Linked DNA regions of Mus musculus: region 2 is linked to region 1. The links are chromatin contacts, called in public HiChIP or PLAC-seq maps. All regions are on one chromosome and are shown on one strand. Each heading gives the region's core, a stretch centred on a gene start, on an enhancer-like site or on the middle of the called end of the contact. The rest is flanking DNA. Distances are from core to core; before and after follow the strand shown.

Region 1 (4,755 bases), core at 721-3,220:
AGTTTTCCATACTATCTTCCTAGAAGATGGTATAGTCATTTTGATTGTTCTCATTTAATCTATCCAATTTTTAAAAAAAAATCAAGCTAAAAAATTAAATATCTGAAAGCTTGACAAAAATATTAGAGAAAAACATTTGGCTTTATTCTCTCAGCTGTCGTGGGAGGTAACACCAGTCAGGCTTGTTTTCTTTCTTTTCTCTCTGTCTGTCTGTCTCTCGTGCACTAGGCCCGGGGTAGGGCATGAAAGAGCTTCTTCAGGATTTCCTAGATTTCTTCTTTGTGCTTCCAGAAACCATGTTCCCACCAGCTATTCTAAGAACTTAAACACATCATGCCCACTGTGCAGAGAGAAGAGAGAGACTCTGAATGTTTAACTAGCAATGAGATAATATCATAGACGTAACTTCAAATAAATGAAGAACGATTACAGTTAGAGGCAAAAAGGAAGCTACATAGGCCAGACCCTTCTATAGACAAGGACAGCATTTTACTTGTATGTCTTAGCTTGCCCATGAAGAGCACGCTCAGTGCCACTCTGGAGCCTTGTCCTAGAAGACCCTAACCAGATCTTTTCCTCCTTTGCTTTTCTCTAAACTTAGTTCCTGGAAGAGCTCAAGGTTTCTCCTACTTTGGTGGCCTGCGTGTGTGTGTGTGTGTGTGTGTGTGTGTGTGTGTGTGTATGTGTGTGTTTAGGCATATGCTTGTACAAACATGCACTGAGTCTCCAATCATTCTCCACCTTATCTTTTGATATCAGGGTCTCTTACTATAACTGGAGCTCATGAAGTGAGCTAGATGGAAAACAAAGAGCAAGCTACCTGCTGTTCCCACCTCCCTAGGACTGGGACTGTAGACACTGCCTGCTGCACTTGGCTTTTCATGTCGGTCTGGGGGCTCCCAACTTAGGACCTTCTGCTTATTCAGCAACACTCTAATGTGACCTCTCTCCCTGGCCCAACTTTGTTGACTCCTGATGTATAGTTTCCTTTGCCTAAAGGGCTATAGTTATTAGCAATTCATCCTGAGATCCTTGTAGGCTTACACTGATCCTCCAGGTCAGCCAGTGCCCAGAACCTGGGCTAGGCCATCAACTGGACAAGCTGTCATTAAAGCAGAGGCTAAGATACGAGTGCTGGGACTGGGCTGTGTCCAACTGGAGAAAAGAAAGTCTTTGTGAGAACTAGAAAAAGGGCCAGCAACCTGCCAGACTCTGCCAGCAAGTCTGCACACACCTGGAGGCTGCCTTGCAATTTGTCCACACGGAGGAGATTTTCCTTCCTAATTTGTACAAAGGCAATACATAATCTTGCATTGATCCTGCAGGTCTAGCTTTGCATATAGAACAAGCCTTTCCATTCCCAGCACTTAAGGGGCTGGGTAGTCATTTATAGTTAGCTGAAAAGCATCAGGCTTTCCTACTGGAGAGCCAAGAGCCACCACAGCAGGAACTAGGCTTTTTGGTCATTACCTCTGCCACTGTTAAAGAAAATGCTAAAGAGTGTATTTAAGGAATGCATTACTGAAAAGGATGGCCATGGAGACGTTCTATTGAAAGAAATACTCAACAAGGAGCACGAAGGAAATGCCTAGATTTACATACGCACCACTGAGTGAGGACCCCACAGACAGTGAGGAGAACCTGGCAGACCAACAGATGCATCTATCCGTTCATAATCTGAAGAATTTTCATTCAAACATTTCCCTCTAGGGCTGGAAGGAAACATGCTGCTTCTAGAAAACTGCAGAGTCAGGCTGGCTGTCCCTCAACGCCAGCTTGGAGCTGAAGGGGCTTTTAGACGGCGTGCCCAAGCTGAGACAGAGCCCAACGAGACAGAGTTCCAGTGACTCAGGAGACTCTAGATAGATGAGGCATCTGGGGACACGAGTTGAGACCAGAGTTCCTGCCCAGTTATCTGAGGACATAAAGGCAGAGCTCCTCTGTCATGCAGGCTGCAAACTGAGTGGCACACTGCCAAGGAGAAGCCGAGGCTGGTGGGGGAATGGTTACAGCCTCAGCATATCTGCCTGCAGGCCTCAGTCTGGAGCAGGAGAGAACTGTGTCGGGGGGGGGGGGGGGGGGAAGGACCCAAGTGCTCAGAGTAGACAGGGGGATAAGCCATCCCTACAGAGGGAGCTGCCTCAATTTCAAAGCTCTAAAAACTCCTCACCAGGGAAAGGAAGAGATGGAAGATCCAGTTGCTGGTAACAGTTTTCCATTCTTAAAAGAATAGCATACCAGATTGCATGCGAACCTATTTTAAAATTTACGTAAAATTCAGGCAGTGATATATCACTTCCTATCATAATTCTTTATTTACTAGTATAATTTAGATATTTTCGTATCTGCATACACAGATCTTAACAGGTTGCAACAGAGCCTACAATATAATTCACCATCATTTCATGGGCTGGTGACCATGTGGCTTGGTGGCGCTTCCCTGGGGCTTGTGTTGAGATCTTGAAATCTCCAAGTGTCCTCCTGAAATTCCAATCTCCAGAGGTCACACCTTTGGGCAGTCTCTTCTCATCGCCTGGCCTATGTCACCAATGATGTGTTGTAGAAATGTGGGCAAGCCACCTCCGAGATAATGAAAGGTGGAGGCTTCCCTCTCAGGGGGCTCTCTTGCTTGCAGGCTCTGCCTCTGGGATTATGCTCTGGCAGAAGCCAGCAGCTTTACTATGAGCACATACAGGTTGGTGTTGCAGCATCCACACAGCCATGAGGGAACTTAGAATAGAATCCTCTAGCCCTACTTGTATCTTAGACACTTGGCCGAGTGCAATCCCATGAAATACCATGAACTTGAACCTAATTGCCCTGATCCTGAGCTCAGAAACGATGACAGGAAATAAGTACTTGTTTTATGCTAAATTTCCATGGCAACTCCTAACAGAGTAACAAGTAACTAATATACCACACATAATAAGGCCTACAGGTGAATTACCAAGATCAAAGGAATCCACATAAGCCAGGCCTAGTGGCACATGCCTATGAACTCCGTACTTGGGAGGCAGAGGCAAGAAGATCAGGCGTTCAAGGCAAATGCTGGCTACAGAGCAAATTTTAGTCTACCCTGCACTAGCTCAGACCTCCTCTCAACCTCCCATCCCCAAAGTTGATGCAGTAGATTTTGAAAAGATTTGGCCAAAACTTTTTTTTTAACATTGTTTTTCTTATTTATTTATTTACATCCCAAATGTTTCCCCCCTCCTGGTATCCCCTCCCAGAGTTCTGTACCCTCTCCCTCTTCACTTCTGAGAGGGTGCACCCTCCCCCCTACAGTCCCTTTCCCTGGAGCATCAAAGCTCTACAGGAGTAGGTGCATCCTCTTCCATGGAGGCCAAAGAAGGTAGTTCTCTGCCACATATGTGTCAGGGGCCTTGGACCAGCCCATGTGTACTTCTTGGTTGAGTGGCTAAAACTTTTATCAAGGAATGTGATCGCAATGAAGTAGGAAAGCTCTGATTTTCCTAAGTCCTTAGACGATTGTGTTCAACCAATGGGGGAAATGCCATCCAGTCCAGTCGCCCTGACTCGGGCTCCTTTCATCTTAAAAGATCTTAGCTGGAGCCACAAGTTCCACCATGTGTTTTCTTTGATTGGTAGTATATGTAGCAGAGGATGGCCTAGTCGGTCATCAATGGGGGGAGAGGCCCTTGGTCCTGTGAAGGCTCTATACCCCAATACATTATCAGAGATGCAGAAAAAAACTTCTTCCTAAGGAGCTAAGTGGTTTATTATTAGAGACTGGAAGCCAGCATGTCTCAATCTCCACACCACCAAAGATCCAGAATGGCTGGGGTTTCTGCTCAATTAGGCAGCTGCAAGTGGCATAGGGGATGAGCGTCCAGGGGAATGCCAGGGGAATGCCAGGACCAGGAATGGGAGTAGGTGGGTTGGGCAGCAGGGGGAGGTGGAAGGGGATAGGGGGATTTTTGGACGGGAAACTAGGAAAGGGGATAACATTTGAAATGCAAATAAAGAAAATATATAATAAAAAATGAAAAAATCATAAAAAAAGATTTTAGCACACACCCAATACATTATCAGAGATGCAGAAAAAAGCTTCTTCCTAAGGAGCTAAGTGGTTTATTATTAGAGACTGGAAGCCAGCATGTCTCAATCTCCACACCACCAAAGATTCAGAATGGCTGGGGTTTCTGCTCAATTAGGCAGCTACAAGTGGCATAGGTGATGAGCGTCCTGACAAGTTGCGACACTATTTAGACAGGCTAGATATGCCTGCACGCTGTAGGGGAGGAGTCTCTCTGAGAACAGAAACATGAACACGGTTTGGGCAATTAATCACCCTATCCATCTTTCCCTACAACATTCAACTTCAGAGAAGTCAGGAAGTCTGTCCTTAGAGAAGTGGGATAGCTGGCTCAGGTGATTCGGCACCTCCACCTGAGCTCACCACGCAGAAGAAGAAAGCCAGGGTACTGCTGTTAAAGTGTTCATTGAGGAATTACTGTAAATACTTCAGGCTCCTGACACTGTCAGAGGACCACAGTGACCTCTCTAGGTAAATACGTCATGGTCAGGCATCCTGCAGGATCTGAGCTAAGATTCACACCCTTTTCTGTTACGTCAAAACATCCAGACAAGGACGTATCAACAGTCCTAGCCTAGGACCTAAGGATGAGAGGAGGTCATGTTTTTGTGATAGGAGGAAAATGAGCAGGCTGCCCAGGCAAGCTTGGACTAAGTGGTCCACTGTGATTCTGAAAGCTTCTATAGCACCAGTTAGCA
Region 2 (4,755 bases), core at 1,127-3,626, 450 kb after region 1:
GGCTGCAGGATGGGGGAGAAACCAGGCCAAGAGAGAGAAGAATGTTTCAGTCAACAAAGCTATAAGAGTTTGGAGATTTGAAGAGCGCTTTGATATCAGACGTGGAGAGGCAGAATTTGGAGTTTGTTCCGCTGGTTTTAGGTCTTGTTCTGGTCCAATATTTCTTCATTATGTTCTGTGTGTGTGTGTGTGTGTGTGTGTATGTGTTTCTGTATGTTGGAAGTATGTGATCTGCTTTTTTTATTTTGATTTTGCATGGTGCTACAAGTAAGAGAGTGCCTCAAGTCTCAGAAAAGATTTCTAACTTTGCACTTTTAAATGCTGTTGAGATTGTAAAAGACTGTGGGGGCTTCTGAGGTTGGACTAAATGCATATTGCCTTATGATGAGGCATCAAGTCTATGGGAGACAGGGAGTGGAATTCAGTTGTTTAAATAAGAATGGTCCTCATAAACCAATATATTTAAATACTTAGTCACCAGGAAATGGAACTGTTTAAAAGGAACAGAAGGACTGGGAGGTGTGGCTTTGTTGGACGAAGTGTGTCCCTGGGGATGAGCCGAGCTCTCTTTCTCTGCCTGTGGATTAGGGTATAGCTCTCAGTTGCTTCTCCAGCATCATCTGGTGCCTGCTACCATGCTCCCACGGTGATGATATTAATTAAACCTCTGAAACTGTAAGCAAGGCCCCTGTAAATAATTAAATGTTTTCTTCTGTAAGTATTGTGTTGGTTGTAATGTCTCTGTACAGCAACTAAGAGAGGAAGGAACTTGTAAACAAGCAGAACTTGAAGAAGTCAAGGAGTGGAGCTTACATGACAGAGGCCTGGAAAGCTGACAAAAAAAAAAAAAAAAAGATCTCACTACTTTTGTAAATACCAAAGTCTCTGTGGACTTTGCCAGAATATTTCCAGGGGAAAGAACTGGACGAAGTCACCTTTTGCTATGACAGGAGCAAAGGGAGATTAAGAAAGAGAGGAAGGCAGTATTGACTCCTTTCATGGAGCTTGACCAACAGAGTGTCACTAGGAGACAAAGGTTGTTAATTTTGTTTCAGAAGCAGGGTTTTACATAGCCCAGGTTACATGACATTGTGACATGTAGGTAGCTAAGGTTACCTTGAACCCCTGATTCCTGTCTCTACCTCCTTAGTGTTGGAATGGGGAGCCTGGCCACAATGTCTACTGATGCTTATAAAAAGTGTTTGTTTGTTTGAAGGACGTGAGAATGGTCTAAGTTTTAGGATGAGAGAAGAGAGTTGCTACAAATGGACCAGTTGAAGGTTTGGAGAGCAGAGAAGAGCAAGTTGAGGCCTTCCAACAGTTATGGAGAAGGGACAACACAGTAAAAGACAGTGTGTCAGAGCTGGGGCTGGTTGGCCTGGCAGTGAAGGTCATGAACTTGCAGGGCCCCTAGTTCAGCCTGCACACAGGGTAAAGGCTGTGGATTTCATGCCACAGTTTACTCTGGTCCCTGTGTTATCTTCAAAGTAAATAACCTCTAGCTGAGTATTCCAGCTGCTTAAACATTTTGTCAAATGATTGTGTTTTGTGTTCTACCTTGGCCCTGTCTTCTGGCCTTCATTCTCTCTCTTCTCTTTGACTTGTGCTGATCTTCCCACTCTTTGTCAGTTTGCGTGATTAAGGGGGGGGGGGGGGCATGTGAATCTTCCTTTTCATCTCCTCACTTAGGAAGGTGCTCCTTGGACTTGAGAGATAAAGTTCTTACTGCAACCTTTCTTGGGAAGAAAAAAAGAAAGGAGAGAGAGAGAGAGGGAGAGGGAGAGGGAGGGAGGGAGGGAGGGAGGTAGAGAGAGAGAGAGAGAGAGAGAGAGAGAGAGAGAGAGAGGAAGGGAGGGAGGGAGAAAGAAAAGACAAGAAGAGAAGAGAAGAGAAGAGAAAAGAAAGAAAAGAAAAGAAAAGAAAAGAAAAGAAAAGAAAAGAAAAGAAAAGAAAAGAAAAGAAAAGAAAAGAAAAGAGGCTCCAGAAGAGTGATCCATTCGGAGCTATTATTTTCAGGGTTCTGATTTGAGGTCTAAAATTCTCCAAGTCTTCAATTTTTCAGAAGTTGTATGTCTATGGAATACAAGCATTCTGCCTCTGTAGATGTTATAACATTGTTTCTCACAGTCCTGGGTGGTTGAGGAGACCTCCAGTTTTAGAACTCTAATCTGTCAATAGGTGCATTATAAAGCCCTGGATACATCGCGTCACTGTGAAGAACTTCAGACTGCGGTTAGAAAAAGCAGAATAAATTTTCTTGGGGTTGTACCGTTATGTATACACACACACACACACACACACACACACACACACACACACACACACACTCTCCCATTGGCAGACAGGGCCACACCTCACAGCTCTGGAGGAAGCCGCAGACCTCAGCTGTACAAGCGCAGCCTGGACTAGGGGAACTTTCCCTGGAACTCGGGAAGATCAGCCTCCCGGAGTCGACCTGTCTGCAGGGCGGAGCGCGGGGCAAGCGCGGGTGGCAGGGAGTCGGTGCACAGGGGACTCAGGTCAAGGCTGGTCGGCGGCGGGTCCTGCGAGCCTCAGAAATCAGTGCCGGTGCACGCTCCCGCCGTCCCGGGGCAGCCGCATCCCCGGCGCCGCTGGCAGCATCGCCGCCTCCCGCCGGCTACGGAACATGGCTGCGCGCCTCGCCACTGTCGCCTGCGCGCTGTTCCTGCTGTCCTCCGCCCTGCTCCGCCTCGGCTGCCGGGCGCGCTTCGCCGCCGAGCCCGACTCGGATGAGGACGGAGAGGAAACGGTGGCGTTCCCCGAGTCGCCCCCGCAGAAACCCACGGTGTTCGTGGTCGTTCTCGCCCGCAACGCTGCGCATACGCTGCCTTACTTCCTCGGCTGCCTGGAACGGCTGGACTACCCCAAGAGCAGGATGGCTATCTGGTGAGCGGGTAGGGGTCCTGGGCCACCGCGGGGAAGATGAGGGCAGCTTGCTGCGCACACTCCCTTGCTGCCCGCGTGGGTCCTGGACTGAGAGAGTGGTGGGGCCGGGAGGGAGATGAGAAAACCTATGGACGAGAATCTGGAGACCTTGACTTTCCTCATCCCCCTCCTCTTCCTGGTTTCTACTGGGAGAGAGTGTCTTCTCCAGATGCGAGACACAGAACTTAATTAACTAAGGCAGGAAAGGGGTCCACAGAGACTTGGGAGATGGAGAGTGAGTCACCCGGACTTGCAGGTGCTAGGAGTCTGCTCTCTGAGTAACTCGGCTTCTGGTCCTCCCCTGGGTTATCTGAACTCAGGGATGGAGATTTTGAAACTTTGTTTGGAGTCTTTCCAATCACACCACACTGTGGGCTGGTCTTTTCTTGGGAGCTCCAGAAGGTCCCTGCCTGTTCAGCCTCCTGAGACACGTTCCCACTGCAGATGCAAACTGTACTGAGGTGCCCTAGGGTCTATGATGGGCCATTGGAGCCATCATTGGGAGGATAAACAGTCAAGTTTTGTCTTCAGGCTAAAGAATTCTATGCTTGGTCCCTTTGTGTTTGCTGTGGATCAGGACAGGGAATCAATGGAAGTCTGTCCCTTCCTCCCGTAGACCTCAGTCCATCCAGTTCCACACCTTTAAATCCAAGCATTCGTGGTGGAGTCGGGCAGGCAAGCTCTAGATGGTCTGCAGAGAAAGTAAAATCTGGCCAGGGAAGACAAGCTGTCCGATTGTTAGGCAATCCTCCCTTATTCCTGAGATTAAAAGCTAGAGCCATCCTGGAATGTTTTTTGAAAGGAGCTATCCCCAGACAAGACATATCCTAAAGCAGAGGTGGGGAGAGAGGAGGCAGGGAGCTAATTGGCAGCCTAACAGTGCCTGGTAGCAGAGGTACTGAGGCGCGAAAGCAAACAAGAGGCACAGTACAGCTCTGTGGGCTCACTGCTTCCCTATACACCCTGCCATACGTGACTGCTCCCACGGAGAAGAGCATGTTATGTGCAAAGAAAGTGGGAACGTTGGTAAGCCAGATTTGCGCTCTGTGTGTGTGTGTGTGTGTGTGTGTGTGTGTTTTAACCATTTCCATGCCAGAAGCATTTCAAATCTCAAGTTTCGTCTCGCTTTCTTTGCAAAAGAAATCGTCTACATATGGTTTTGGTTTTTATGTGCTATATAAGTTCTCAAACCTTACAGTATTTACCATGAGGAGTTAGGAGAAGGAAAAGCGAGTACTGAGACTCACTTAAGGCTACAGAATTAATAAATGGTATATTGACAAAAGCAACTCAAGGAAAGGAAGTTCGAGGGTATAGTTCACCATGGTGAGAAAGGCTTGGTTGCAGAAGTGTGAGATCGCTGGTGCCATTGAAACAACAGGCAGACTGCAGAGAGATAGATGGTGATCCACTTGCTGTCTCTGGTTTAGCCCAGGACCCCTAGCCATGGAACAGTGCCGCCTACAGTCTGGGTAGGTCTCACTTCCCTGCTGGGAGCAACTTCATAGCCACACCCAGAAGTATCTTTCCTTGGTGATTTAAAACCCAATGCAATCCAGGTAACAATGAAGATAGGATTACCACAAAAGATAAAACTAAAATCTTCTCAGGAGTTTGTCTACAGACTGCTTGCTCTTCAAAGGGAGGAAGGTTAGGAACAAAATATAAGCAAAACTTGCAGACATCTATAAATTACAAATTAGAATATCCGAGAATAGCATATGTGATTGGGACCACATGTTACAGAATCCATAAACATCGATTTCTCATAAGTATAAGAGAGCTGGAGTAAATGATTGTAAAATTTCT

The links. HiChIP or PLAC-seq counts read pairs in DNA pulled down with a chosen protein or histone mark.
Region 2: an H3K27ac HiChIP or PLAC-seq map of microglia shows a contact between it and region 1, with 5 times the contacts expected there. The contact joins the promoter of Colgalt2 here to the enhancer-like site in region 1. A contact is called at or near these places in 1 of 39 promoter capture datasets (cranial neural crest), 2 of 115 datasets of contacts at active chromatin or transcription factors (embryonic hindbrain and microglia) and 1 of 9 other capture datasets (macrophages).

Annotation. Positions count from the first base shown.
Region 1 is chr1:151,951,856-151,956,610 of GRCm38.p6, forward strand. All of the region lies in intron 3 of 1700025G04Rik (RIKEN cDNA 1700025G04 gene), which reads right to left. Among named protein-coding and RNA genes, the nearest start is that of 1700025G04Rik, 140 kb to the right of the region's middle. Within about 2 kb of position 1,971, at least 79 of the 459 cell types and tissues checked have an H3K27ac peak or open chromatin away from gene starts, as enhancers often do. A contact at or near this core is called in microglia, where this site is marked.
Region 2 is chr1:152,397,491-152,402,245 of GRCm38.p6, forward strand. It overlaps Colgalt2 (collagen beta(1-O)galactosyltransferase 2), which reads left to right and starts at 2,377. Exons shown (of 12, transcript NM_177756.4): 1 at 2,377-2,907. The coding sequence starts at 2,648.